2 separate regions of the Mus musculus genome follow, and region 2 is linked to region 1. The links are chromatin contacts, called in public Micro-C maps. All regions are on one chromosome and are shown on one strand. Each heading gives the region's core, a stretch centred on a gene start, on an enhancer-like site or on the middle of the called end of the contact. The rest is flanking DNA. Distances are from core to core; before and after follow the strand shown. Region 1 has its middle 5.8 kb from the start of n-TPagg5. Region 2 overlaps Setd7 (SET domain containing (lysine methyltransferase) 7).

Region 1 (5,341 bases), core at 1,270-3,769:
TAATCCTAGCATCCAGGTGGCAAGGGCAAATGAATCTCTGTAAGTTTGAAGCCAACCTGGTTTATAAAGAGAATTTCAGGCTAGCCAGGACTATATAGTGAGATCTTGTCTTTAAAAAAAAAAAAGTACATTTCTTTATTTTTATTTTTTTGCTTGTTCATGAGGGTAGAGATCAGAGGACAACCTGTAAGAGAGAATTCTTTCCTTCCATAATATGGATCCTCGGGTTGGGGGAGAAACTCAGGTCATCGGGCTTAGTGACAAGGTTCTAACCTACAGAACCATCTCTCCAGCCCTGAGGGGTACACTTTTCCTCTGCTGCAGCATACCTTTGCTCAAATTCTAATCGTTGGGGTTTTGTAAATATTTCTTTATTAATGTGTGTGCGTGTGTGTGCGCGCACATGCTAAGTGTATGTATGAATACCATGTGCATTCGGTGTCTGCATTGGGCCCATTGAACTGGAGTTACAAGCAGTTGTGAGCTGCATGAGGTTGGTCTTGTGAAGTGACCCAAGTCCTAGCAAATGCCCTTAATTGCTGAGCCATCTGTTCAGCACCCTATATTTCCATTTTAATAACCCCATAATTATTTCAGTCAATACAGCCTGTGTATAGTTGTAAAATGAATGGAAGTACAATTAGTCCTGGTCCCTTTAGCCCTGTGACTGTGAAGCGAGTGCCCCAATCATTATCAGTTCTCCGTGCCTGTGGGTACCGCTGAGTTGGATAAGACCCAGTGTGCTTCACTCATGGATTGCTGCACAACACATTAACTGATTAAAAGTTTTCTGTTACAGGATATCTGAGCTGGTTTCTAGTTAGGTTGTGGCTCAACCCTTAGCACACACCTTTAATCCCTCTGGCTGGAATATAAACACATCCATAGCTCTCAGCTTTAATCCAAACAATGAAGGTAAAGTTCGTCTGTAGAAGGAAACACCCATGTTTGAAAGTGATGTCTAATTGAGTGGCAGAAAAAGTGACGAATCAGAGAAAGATCTGACAGATAGGATACTCCCAACTCTCACAAGGAGAGAGGAAGAGGAGCATTCAGCACAGGAATACAGTAGCGTTCCTAGAGAGTGGTACAGTAGAGTTGAGAAGGAGAGTGGAGCAGCCTAGAGCGAGAGAAAGAGGAAGGAGGCAGTTTGTGGTGGTTTGAATACGCTTGGTCCAGGGAGTGACACTATTAAGAGATGTGGACTTTTTGGAGTAGGTGTGGCCTTGTTGAAGGAAGTGAGTCACTGTGGGGTAGGCTTTGAGACCATCCTCCTAGCTGCCTGGAGGCCAGTCTCCCCTGGTTGCCTTCTGGTCAAGATGCAGAACTCTCAGCTCCTTCTCTAGCACCATGCCTTCCTGCATGCTGCCGTAGTTCCTGCTATGATGATAGTGGACTGGACCTCTGAACCTGTAAGCCGGCCCCAATTAAATGTTTGCTTTTATAAGACTCGCCTTGGTCATGGTGTCTATTCACAGCAATGGAAACTCTAACTAAGACACAGTTTTACCAGGACAGTTGTACAGAGACAGGTAAAGACAGAGTGAGCCAGAAAATGAGAAGAAGCCATATTAGAACATTGCTACTGTTAGTTTGAGGCACAGCAGAGCAATTCAGAGACTGAGAGAGAAGACAGCTTGGAGAGAGAGGAGTTTGAGTCAGAAGAGCTAGATTGAACCAACCAGCCAGAGTTCAGAAGGAAGAAGAAAGGGTGTGCTTAGCCAGCAGCAAGTTTCGGAGGCTGAAAACATCCTAGGCCTACATAATATTGTATGGAGGGTAGAGGCTTCCAAGACTAGGCCCAGGTTAGCAGACTGGGGCATTAAGGCTTGGAGACAATGGACTTGCGGCAGTGTCCACACAGGTGAGCACCGACTTGTATCCTTACTGACATATACGGACCCTGTATAGTCTCTCCGTGTCTTAATTTGGAACATGCCTCACATTTATTGTTACCATGCAGAATAGCAGACTATTTCATGGGAATGTTGGTAGCTCTAGCTACTTTCCAGTGTGTGCCAAATCACTGTGGCCAGACTGTAGATAAGAGCCTCCAGTGATCTCTGGAGGCAGATGGCTTGTAGCTTGGTAAGGGCATCTGCTTCCCGATTTTCAAACCTCAACCAGCTATGGGCTGCCAGCCACATAGAAAACCACTGATTCCTGTTGAACTCTGTTACATATGTCCTCCAAGATCTGCTGCCCCACAGTGGTGGAAAGAGCATCCACCTGGTTCTTTTCCCATTGGGCCAGCCATAAAGTCAGACCTCCGAATACAGCCCCGCTACTGTCCATATGGATTGTCACAGGGTAAATCTCACTACCAGTGAAACTGGTACTTTCCACTCTGCTGTCTCTTATCTCAGTCCGCTGGCTACGCTTTCTCGCTTTCTTGCTTCCTTTCTCCAGCCACACGGTGTCAGTGTTCATTTGCATTTCGACCGCCACCCAGTCCCGTTTGGTGTCCTCCCCTTCTGCAGACAGATGGTGTCCCTCTTAGCACTTTATCTCTCCTAGCGCTTGGTTCACTTACCCGGGGGCGGCTTAGAAGCTTGAAAGAACACTGGTGCCAACACAGCCTGCACGGCCTTGGCGACGGGACTTGCAAACACCGCACCACATTGCTGTAAAAAGTGCGAGCCGCCTCTGGCAAGTTTGATTTCGCGCTACCGGAGAAAGAGACGTGGCCTTTATTTGGATATGCAGCTTTCGCTGTCACTGGGATGCTGGGCCCTTCCTGTTGGAATGCTCCACGTTCATCCAGCAGTTGCTGTTTTAGTACTGTGCGCCAGCTTCCTTCCCTTTCCATGGCTAGGACCCAAACGCTATTAGAACTGTTTGCTCAAGCTGTTTTTTTCCATAGTCCCCCGAACATCTGGTGACTTCTAACACAAAGGGACACGGCCATTAAGGTTATCTTGCAAGGACCTTAGCTTACTCAGGAGCCTCTTGAGCCATCTATCTATTTTAGCACTTACAGCACGTGGTACATTTTTACTAAGTTGTTGGGTGTGATATTGATACCCCTCTTACTGGAGTATAAGATCTAGAATTTCACAGAGGAGCTCGCCCTTGCCTTTTGTGGACTGACTGCCCATCCTGCTTCCCTGAGGTGCACACCGCGAAGTCTTTCAGAGACGTGTTGTGAAACTTTTTCACTTAGGGGAGAGAGCAGGAGGAGAAAGCAAGGTCTCCAGCCACCTTCCCTTGACAAATAGACAGTGTGGCAGGTAATTTTGCATGAGTGGTAGAGACTCCTTTGAATTTAAATAACCCCTGGGGATTCAGCAACTCAGAGAATACAAAAAGACGGAGGAGAAAAGAAGGTAGAAGAAGGAAAAGAAGGAAGAGGAGGAGAAAGAAGGAAAAGAAGAAGGAAGAGGAGGAAGTAGAAGGAGGAAGAGGAGGAGGAGGAAGAAGAAGGTAGAAGAAGGAAAAGAAGGAAGAGGAGGAGGAAGAAGGAAAAGAAGAAGGAAGAGGAGGAAGTAGAAGGAGGAAGAGGAGGAGGAGGAAGAAGGTAGAAGAAGGAAAAGAAGGAAGAGGAGGAGGAAGAAGGAAAAGAAGAAGGAAGAGAAGGAAGTAGAAGGAGGAAGAGGAGGAGGAGGAAGAAGAAAGAAAAGAGAAAGAAGGAAAATAGGTGTGTTCGCAAGTTCCAACACCACATGGAGAGATGCCATTACTTGTATCTGTTGTTCTGGCATAAGAGCCGTGCTGGGCACAGTGGCATAGACATGGTAACTACCTTACTTAGTAGTGCTGGCCACAGCGGTGTAGATGGGGTCGACCTTACTTAGCTCTCTTCATCTGAAGTCTTTTATAGGAGCTGTCTGGCATCTTCACAGGCCACACACCAAGCTGAAGAAAGAAAGGCCTTCGGGTTGAGCAAATAACCTCTAATCTTTCTAGCTCCTTTAAAGTTGCTGTAATTTCAGCATAGACTTCCAGGTAGTCAGTACAATTTGATATTTATAGGTCGACTCAGAGCCGGAACTTTCTAGGTTCCCAGGGGGCCACTCACAAACGGCGGTCTTGACATTTTGCACTCTCAGGTGAAATTCTGCAATGGCGGCGTGCAGGGTGAGCACCAGCAGTGTGTCCACCCCCAGTAGATTCTCCTGCTGAGAAGAAGTTCACTCAGGGTTTACCCTTGGAGAGAGACAATTGCTATCACTGCGACTTACTGTGTAAACTTATGCCAACTTGACACACAGGATAGAGTTATCTGAAGGAGGGAAATGAGAAAAATGCCTCCATATGACCCAGATGTAAGCTATTCTCTCTCTCTCTCTCTCTCTCTCTCTCTCTCTCTCTCTCTCTCTCTCTCTTTCTCTCTTTCTCTCTCTCGGTTTTTTAAGACAGGGTTTCTCTGTATAGCCCTGGCTGTCCTGGAACTCACTCTGTAGACCAGGCTGGCCTCGAACTCAGAAATCTGCCTGCCTCTGCCTCCCGAGTGCTGGGATTAAAGGTGTGTGCCACCACGCCCGGCTCTCTCTCTCTTTTTTAATGATGTATTTATTTTATGTATATAGGTACACCATTGCTCTCTTCAGACACACCAGAAGAGGACATCAGACCCCATTGCAGATGGTTGTGACCCACCACATGGTTGCTGGGAATTGAACTTAGGACCTCTGGAAGAGCAAGCAGTCAGTGTTCTTAAGCAATGAGCCATCTCTCAAGCCCTAAGATATTTTCTTAATTAGTTATTGATGGGAGAGGGCCCAGCCCACTGTGGGTGGTTCCATGCCTAGGCTGGTGGTCCTGAGTTTTATAAGAAAGCAGGATGAGCACACCATGAAGAGTGAGCCAATGAGCAGCACCATGGTGGTCTGAATAAAAATGGCTCCATAGACTCAAGGGCTGGCACTACTGCGAAGTGTGGCCTTGTTGGAGGAAGAGAGTCACTGATGGGTGGGCTTTGTGGTTTTAGAAGCTCAAGCAAGGCCTATTGGTTCACTGTCCCTTCCCTGGCTTCCGATCCAGATGAAGAACTCTCAGCTCCTTCTCTAGCACCATGTCTGCCCACATGCCACCATGCTTCCTGCCATGGTGATAATGGACACTGCAAGCCAGCCCCAATGAAATGTTTTCCTTCATAAGAGTTGCCGTGATCACGGTGTCACTACATAGCGATAGAAACCCAAACTAAGACAAGCAGCCCTCCGTGGCCTCAGCTTCAGCTCCTGCCTCTGGGATCCTCCACTGTCTGAGTTCCTGTCCTGGCTTCCCTCAAAGATAAACAGCTGAATAAACCCTTTCCTCCCCATCTTGCTTTCTGGTCATGGTGTTTCACTGCAGCAGTAGAAACCCTAACTAAGACACAGGCTTAGTCCTTATCCCC
Region 2 (5,341 bases), core at 858-3,357, 190 kb before region 1:
AGCACAGGCTGGCTCCAAAGCATGATCCTCCTGCTTCGCTCTCCTAAGAAGCTGGGTTTAGAAGTATAGGCTACGCCTCCTGGCCATCGCTGAGGCTTTAAAACAACAAAACAAAGCATGGGCAAACAAGATGGCTCACGGGTAAAGGCGTTTGTTCTGAGTTCGATCCCTAGTCCCCACATGGAAGAATGAGAAAACTGACTTTTATCGTCCTCCAGCTTCCACATTAGCACCAGGTTTGTGCTTACCTGGGCATATATAGTATGCATACATTCTCACAAATAAATAAACATCAAATCTGACCCACACTTGGGAGCCTGAGGTGAGAGATTGTTGTAAGTTGGAGGCCAGCCAGGGCTCTTGGTGAATCCTGTAGGTTGGGGAAGGACTAAGACATGGATGCATGCACCTTGAGGCCAGCAATTCCCTGCAGCCTAGAGAAGTACATGGGATGAGCCTTCCCTGAAGAGATGGCAGAATTAACCTGAGAGAGAGAGAGAGAGAAAGAGAGAGAGAGAGAGAGAGAGAGAGAGAGAGCAAGCAAGCGCTTGGTGCATATAGGTGAGAGGCAATTGTGTGCCGCCCCCACCCCCACCCCAGAAAATACTCTTTTTACTTCAGCTGAAACATGAGGCTGAAAAGAGAAAATGGCCCACGAGGGGGATATGGCAAAAGGAAGCGGGGCCACAGGCTGAGAGTGTTGGTTGTGTGTTGGAACAGAGGAGTGACAGACAGGGTCAGAGCCCTGCTCGGGAAGTTAAACTGATGCGCTAGGCAGTGGGAAGACATGTAGCAATAGCTGAGGCTCTCGTGGTATCAGACGTGCAGTTATGAGGATAGGGGGGAAAAAAGACAAAGAAAAGCCTGGAAATGTGTAAGAGACACTGAGGGAAAGAGCTCAAAATGGAAAAATGTCAGAGTCCTCAGAACAAGGGCCCACAGTGAAAACACGTAGCTCCATGGTCTGGCATCCCCGTCCGCTCCAAACAGTCAGGGTTATTTTACTAACAACCCCCGTACTGTCCAGCCCTGCCTGTCTCTTATCTGTGTCTGCACCCTGGGCCTGGGACAGAATGCTCACCATTCTCTGTGAGCCATACATGAAAACCGCAGCCGTTGCCAGCTCACACCTGTGTTCCTGTGCCTTTCTGAGCCACTGTGTATCCTTCATGAGGAAGGCTTGCTTCCGGCATCAGTAAACTTGCTTTTCTTAAATGATTTTTCTGAGGGAGAGGAGGAGCCGAGTTTTGTATGCAAAAAAACCAGTATGGGCCAAGGTCTCTCGTCCTGAGGGAAATATTCACCCAGAGCGCTCAGGTCTCTTCTAAGTTGGAAGCAGGCAGTGACCCATCTCTGATCCCAGGGCAACGTAACAGACCACCAGTCTTATCAAGTTAAGGAAAAAATACCTCTGCTCAGAGGTGAGTCTAGGGAAAATGTTTCTATTTGCTTGGTGGATAAAAATCTTTAGAACAGAATGGAAAGAAAATCAGACCCGTTAATTTTTTCTTTTTTCTGGCTACCGGTTCAGTCTTTCTGTAGACAGATCCTGGGTGCCTTGCTTGCTGGGGCTGTGTTATTAGCACAAAGCGATCATTCCAGTGAGTTTGGCCTGGCGTTTGGGCCTGGTGCCCACCTTCTGTGTACTGGGAACTGGCCTGCAAGGGGGTTAGCTGACTCGGCGCATTCTGTAGTCTTCAGCAAGGACTAGAGTTTCCACACTGAGTTAGCAACACAGGCAAGGGATTGGAATTTGCAGCCAGGATATGATGTTAAGAATCCTGGCATTCTCTGCAGCCTGCCCACAAAGTCTCCTTGCGTTTCTCTATAAGGAGCCTGGGCATCGCTGGTAGTTTTTTTTGTTTGTTTCTGGTTTGGGTTTTGTTTTTGTTAAGAAGATATGTCATCACAGTGAACCATTTGGCTCAATAGTGCACAGTCATTACGTGGTCATACAACTTGAAATACTGATTTTTTTTTTAAATATGTATTTTCTTTTCCTCGTACTTGGGTTATGTAAGGTTATTTTCATACAAGTATGTACTTTGAATGCATCGCCCCATGCTTCCCTGCCATCCTTTTAGTTCCCCTAAGTTTCTCTTTCACTTTCTAATTTAAATTACTCGTATTGCTTATGTGTGTGCCAGAGGGCAGGAGAGGGTGTGGGGTCTCTGGAGCCGCAGTTGCAGGCAGCTCGTGCTCTGCCATCAGCAAGGTTCCCCTTGGGCTCCTGTTTGCCTTTCTCTAGAAAGAAAGTGGATGGGTGGGTTGGAGGCCAGAGCTTTCCCCAACCTTGCACGAATTTAGCGCTATCAGCTTTCTCTCACAGGTCATGTGGTAGTGTTTAGGCATCTGAGGTTTCAACAAGGTACCAAAAAAGCATTTAGCCCCGCCCCCACTGCCCCAAACAAGTAGCTTCATCGTTGTTTTCTTCTCTGGATAGTGAGTGATGTTAGGTTGGCTGCTTAAGCTGTGATGCCACACAACTTTGCTATGCTAGCAGCATCTGAGTAAGAAGGGTGCTGAGACCGCTCACAGTCCTTGTGCTCAGAGGCAGCAGGATTTTAACATCCTAATCTCTTCCCTAGGTTTGTCCGAAGTCTTTCTGTTGCTATTGTCCTGATTATGGTTGTCTGTTCCTTCCCTTCTGCTCTGGTGTGCTTTGTGTCAGAGACTGAATGTTACGCAGCCCCAGGCTGGCCTCAAACTTGCTGCCTACCAAGGCGATCAACTCCTAATCCCTAGTAGTAAGATGGCAGAATTGTACTGCCACACCCAGGTTGTTTGGTTCTGCTGTTTTGGTTTAGCTACTTAGCAGTCTGGAAAACTGACACCATAAATGTAAATGTGGAAATTTCAGACACTCTCTAGTTTCTAATCTTTGCATTGCTTACACCTGAGAATACAAAACAAACCAAGTCAAGGTGGAAATCCTGAGAGAGGTCTGACAGATCTCAGGACTTTCATGTGCAGACAGACCAGCAGGGAAATTCACCGTCCACGTGTTTCTCCTTCTAGATGCACAAGGTCCTCAGAGAGGTGGGTGTCACTCAGAATCCTCCAGCAAAGAGTGGAGGGGTTTCCTCCCACTGGCCTGTTGCAGAAGGGTCCAGACAGGCCAGTCATGGAGCAGAGGTTTTTATTGTCCTCATGAAAATCAGTTCTGGGGTCAGAACTGACCTCTGCCTGCTTTCAGTTACATGGTACCTTCTTCCACTTTTAATATCTGAGTTCTGTGCGGAGCATGCCTGCACCTGTAGTGTTTGATTCAGATATAGGCCAGGGAGAAAGGAATATAGATGGATTACACTACACTGGCTTTCCTTCACCCCTCCGTGTCCATGTTTATCATGATGTTTCTCTTGATCTACAGTAGAAAAACAATTTTATTAGCAATCTCTTTTTAAAGTCTGAAGGGTGTGCACCTTTCTCCATTGTGGGAGTATTCGTACACATCAGTAATTACTCTCGTGAGAGACTAACCTAATTATTCTGATATATCCACCAAATCGAAAGTAGGACACTAAATACATAGGAGTGTTAATGGCATTTTTTTTTCCTGTTTCAGTGAAAGAATGTCATCAGTAGATGGTTAGAAAATAGTTGTCCAAATTATTCCATATGACTCTATTAGAATTATATCATGTAATTTAGTTTTTCTACCAAAAGAAAGCAAGCTTGGACTAGCTTGGATTCCCTCTGACCCTTGATTTCCTGACTCTTGGAGAAAAAGTTTGTGTTAAAAAAGAAACTAACCTGTCTGTGGTGTGTTTATATAGCCATATACGGGCCCAAAGAGGCCACTCCATGCTAAGACAGTTCCAGTTGGGCTCCCAGCTCCCACATGATGGCTCTCATCCAGTTTCGGGGGCTCCAACAGCCTCATCTGTCCTCAGAAGGCTACGTGTGTGGTGCACATGAACTCAAGCAGGCACACACATCCACATAATAAACAAATAAATCATAGCATGTGCTATTGTGCAATGCCCTAGGTAACTCAATCCACAGATAAATAATAGCATGAATCATTGTACTATGTCCCAGGTAACTCATTCCATATAGTCAGAGTGATAAAATACGGTCTTTTTTTGCTATGATTTTATGTTTCAGTCGTCAGTAATATAAAGAGCATTTTTTTTATGACCACTTATCATCTCTTCTAAGAGACTATAGCCTTCTATCTCTTTTAATTTTTTTTTTTTAACTTTGCAGGGCTGGGTATTGCTTAGGTTCTCGGGGACGCCAACTAAGCCTTCTACCCCTGAGTTCTGTCCTTACCCTGGGACTTTATCATCTTAAATAGAAATGCTAGGAGATTCGGAGATGCTAATAGATGCTAATAGGCCATCTGGAAGCCATATTGAGTAATGTCCCTGCATTGCACGGTATTGAATGTTTGCACCCATGATCCCAGTTGTTAACCCAGGGGAGAAGCCAGTAGAGAAATGACTGGCTTTATTTTCACTCTTCTCTGCAAAATCTTCTCACCCAAATAAATGATGGGGAGATACCAATGGGGTGGGGCTGGAGTTTGTGAAACAAGTTGGTGGTAACCAAGTGTGTGCCTTAGGAGCTTGGGCAGTGGTAACCAGGGTGTAGATGGCTCTACTGACCATGCATCCATGTCGCAGGGAAAAGGCAAGCCAGTGCAAACTCTATGTCTTCAAACGTGCCCCGGCCTTTCTGTATGGACCAGCCAGTTCACGAAGTATACAAAACATCAAGTAGATCTTCCTCAACAGGGTGGGGGTGGGGTGGGGGGGCTGAGAAAGTTCTGCATACTTGGTCCTCTCAAGACATGGAAGTGGAAGTAGGGCTGGAGCGGCGGCTCAGCAGCTAGGGGCACTTGCTACTCTTGGTTGAATTCAGCTCCCAGAACCCATGCTCAAACCCACGTGTAATCCCAGATGCAGGGCCTTGATGCGCTCTTCTGGCCTCCCCTTGGCAGCTTCTGAGACTTGTCTTGCCATCCTGAGCTGACGCTTTCTCTTTCCCCAGGGCACCTGGACGATGACGGATTACCACACGGGTTCTGCACTGTCACCTACTCCTCCACGGACAGATTTGAGGGCAACTTTGTGCATGGAGAAAAGAATGGGCGTGGGAAATTCTTCTTCTTTGACGGCAGGTAGCCCTCGCTGTTCTGTTTTATTCAGGGGGCGTGGGGATCCCCAACTATTTCAAAGGGAAAAAATGGTCCAAATGGAGGAATTCAATTGAAAGCTTGTGTGTAACTCATGCAAAAGGTGAGAGCAACCCCATCGTATATGCAAGGCTTTGGTGACCAGAAATGACGGTGGTGGCTGTGCAGAAGCCAACCTGAGGCGTGACGAGCCTGGGA

What was found. A called contact is a pair of places that touch in the nucleus more often than the background predicts.
Region 2: a Micro-C map of the G1E-ER4 cell line shows a contact between it and region 1, with 5 times the contacts expected there. The contact joins two enhancer-like sites. A contact is called at or near these places in 4 of 484 Hi-C or Micro-C datasets (the G1E-ER4 cell line, the N1E-115 cell line and embryonic stem cells), 2 of 115 datasets of contacts at active chromatin or transcription factors (memory CD8 T cells and pancreatic cancer cells) and 2 of 9 other capture datasets (adipose tissue and pancreatic islet).

What each region holds. Positions count from the first base shown.
Region 1 is chr3:51,362,514-51,367,854 of GRCm38.p6, reverse strand. No RefSeq gene overlaps it. Among named protein-coding and RNA genes, the nearest start is that of n-TPagg5, 5.8 kb to the right of the region's middle. Within about 2 kb of position 2,519, at least 116 of the 459 cell types and tissues checked have an H3K27ac peak or open chromatin away from gene starts, as enhancers often do. A contact at or near this core is called in the G1E-ER4 cell line and adipose tissue, where this site is marked.
Region 2 is chr3:51,550,022-51,555,362 of GRCm38.p6, reverse strand. Setd7 (SET domain containing (lysine methyltransferase) 7) reads left to right here. Exons shown (of 8, transcript NM_080793.5): 2 at 4,999-5,128. Among named protein-coding and RNA genes, the nearest start is that of 5031434O11Rik, 7.3 kb to the left of the region's middle. Within about 2 kb of position 2,107, at least 232 of the 459 cell types and tissues checked have an H3K27ac peak or open chromatin away from gene starts, as enhancers often do. A contact at or near this core is called in the G1E-ER4 cell line and adipose tissue, where this site is marked.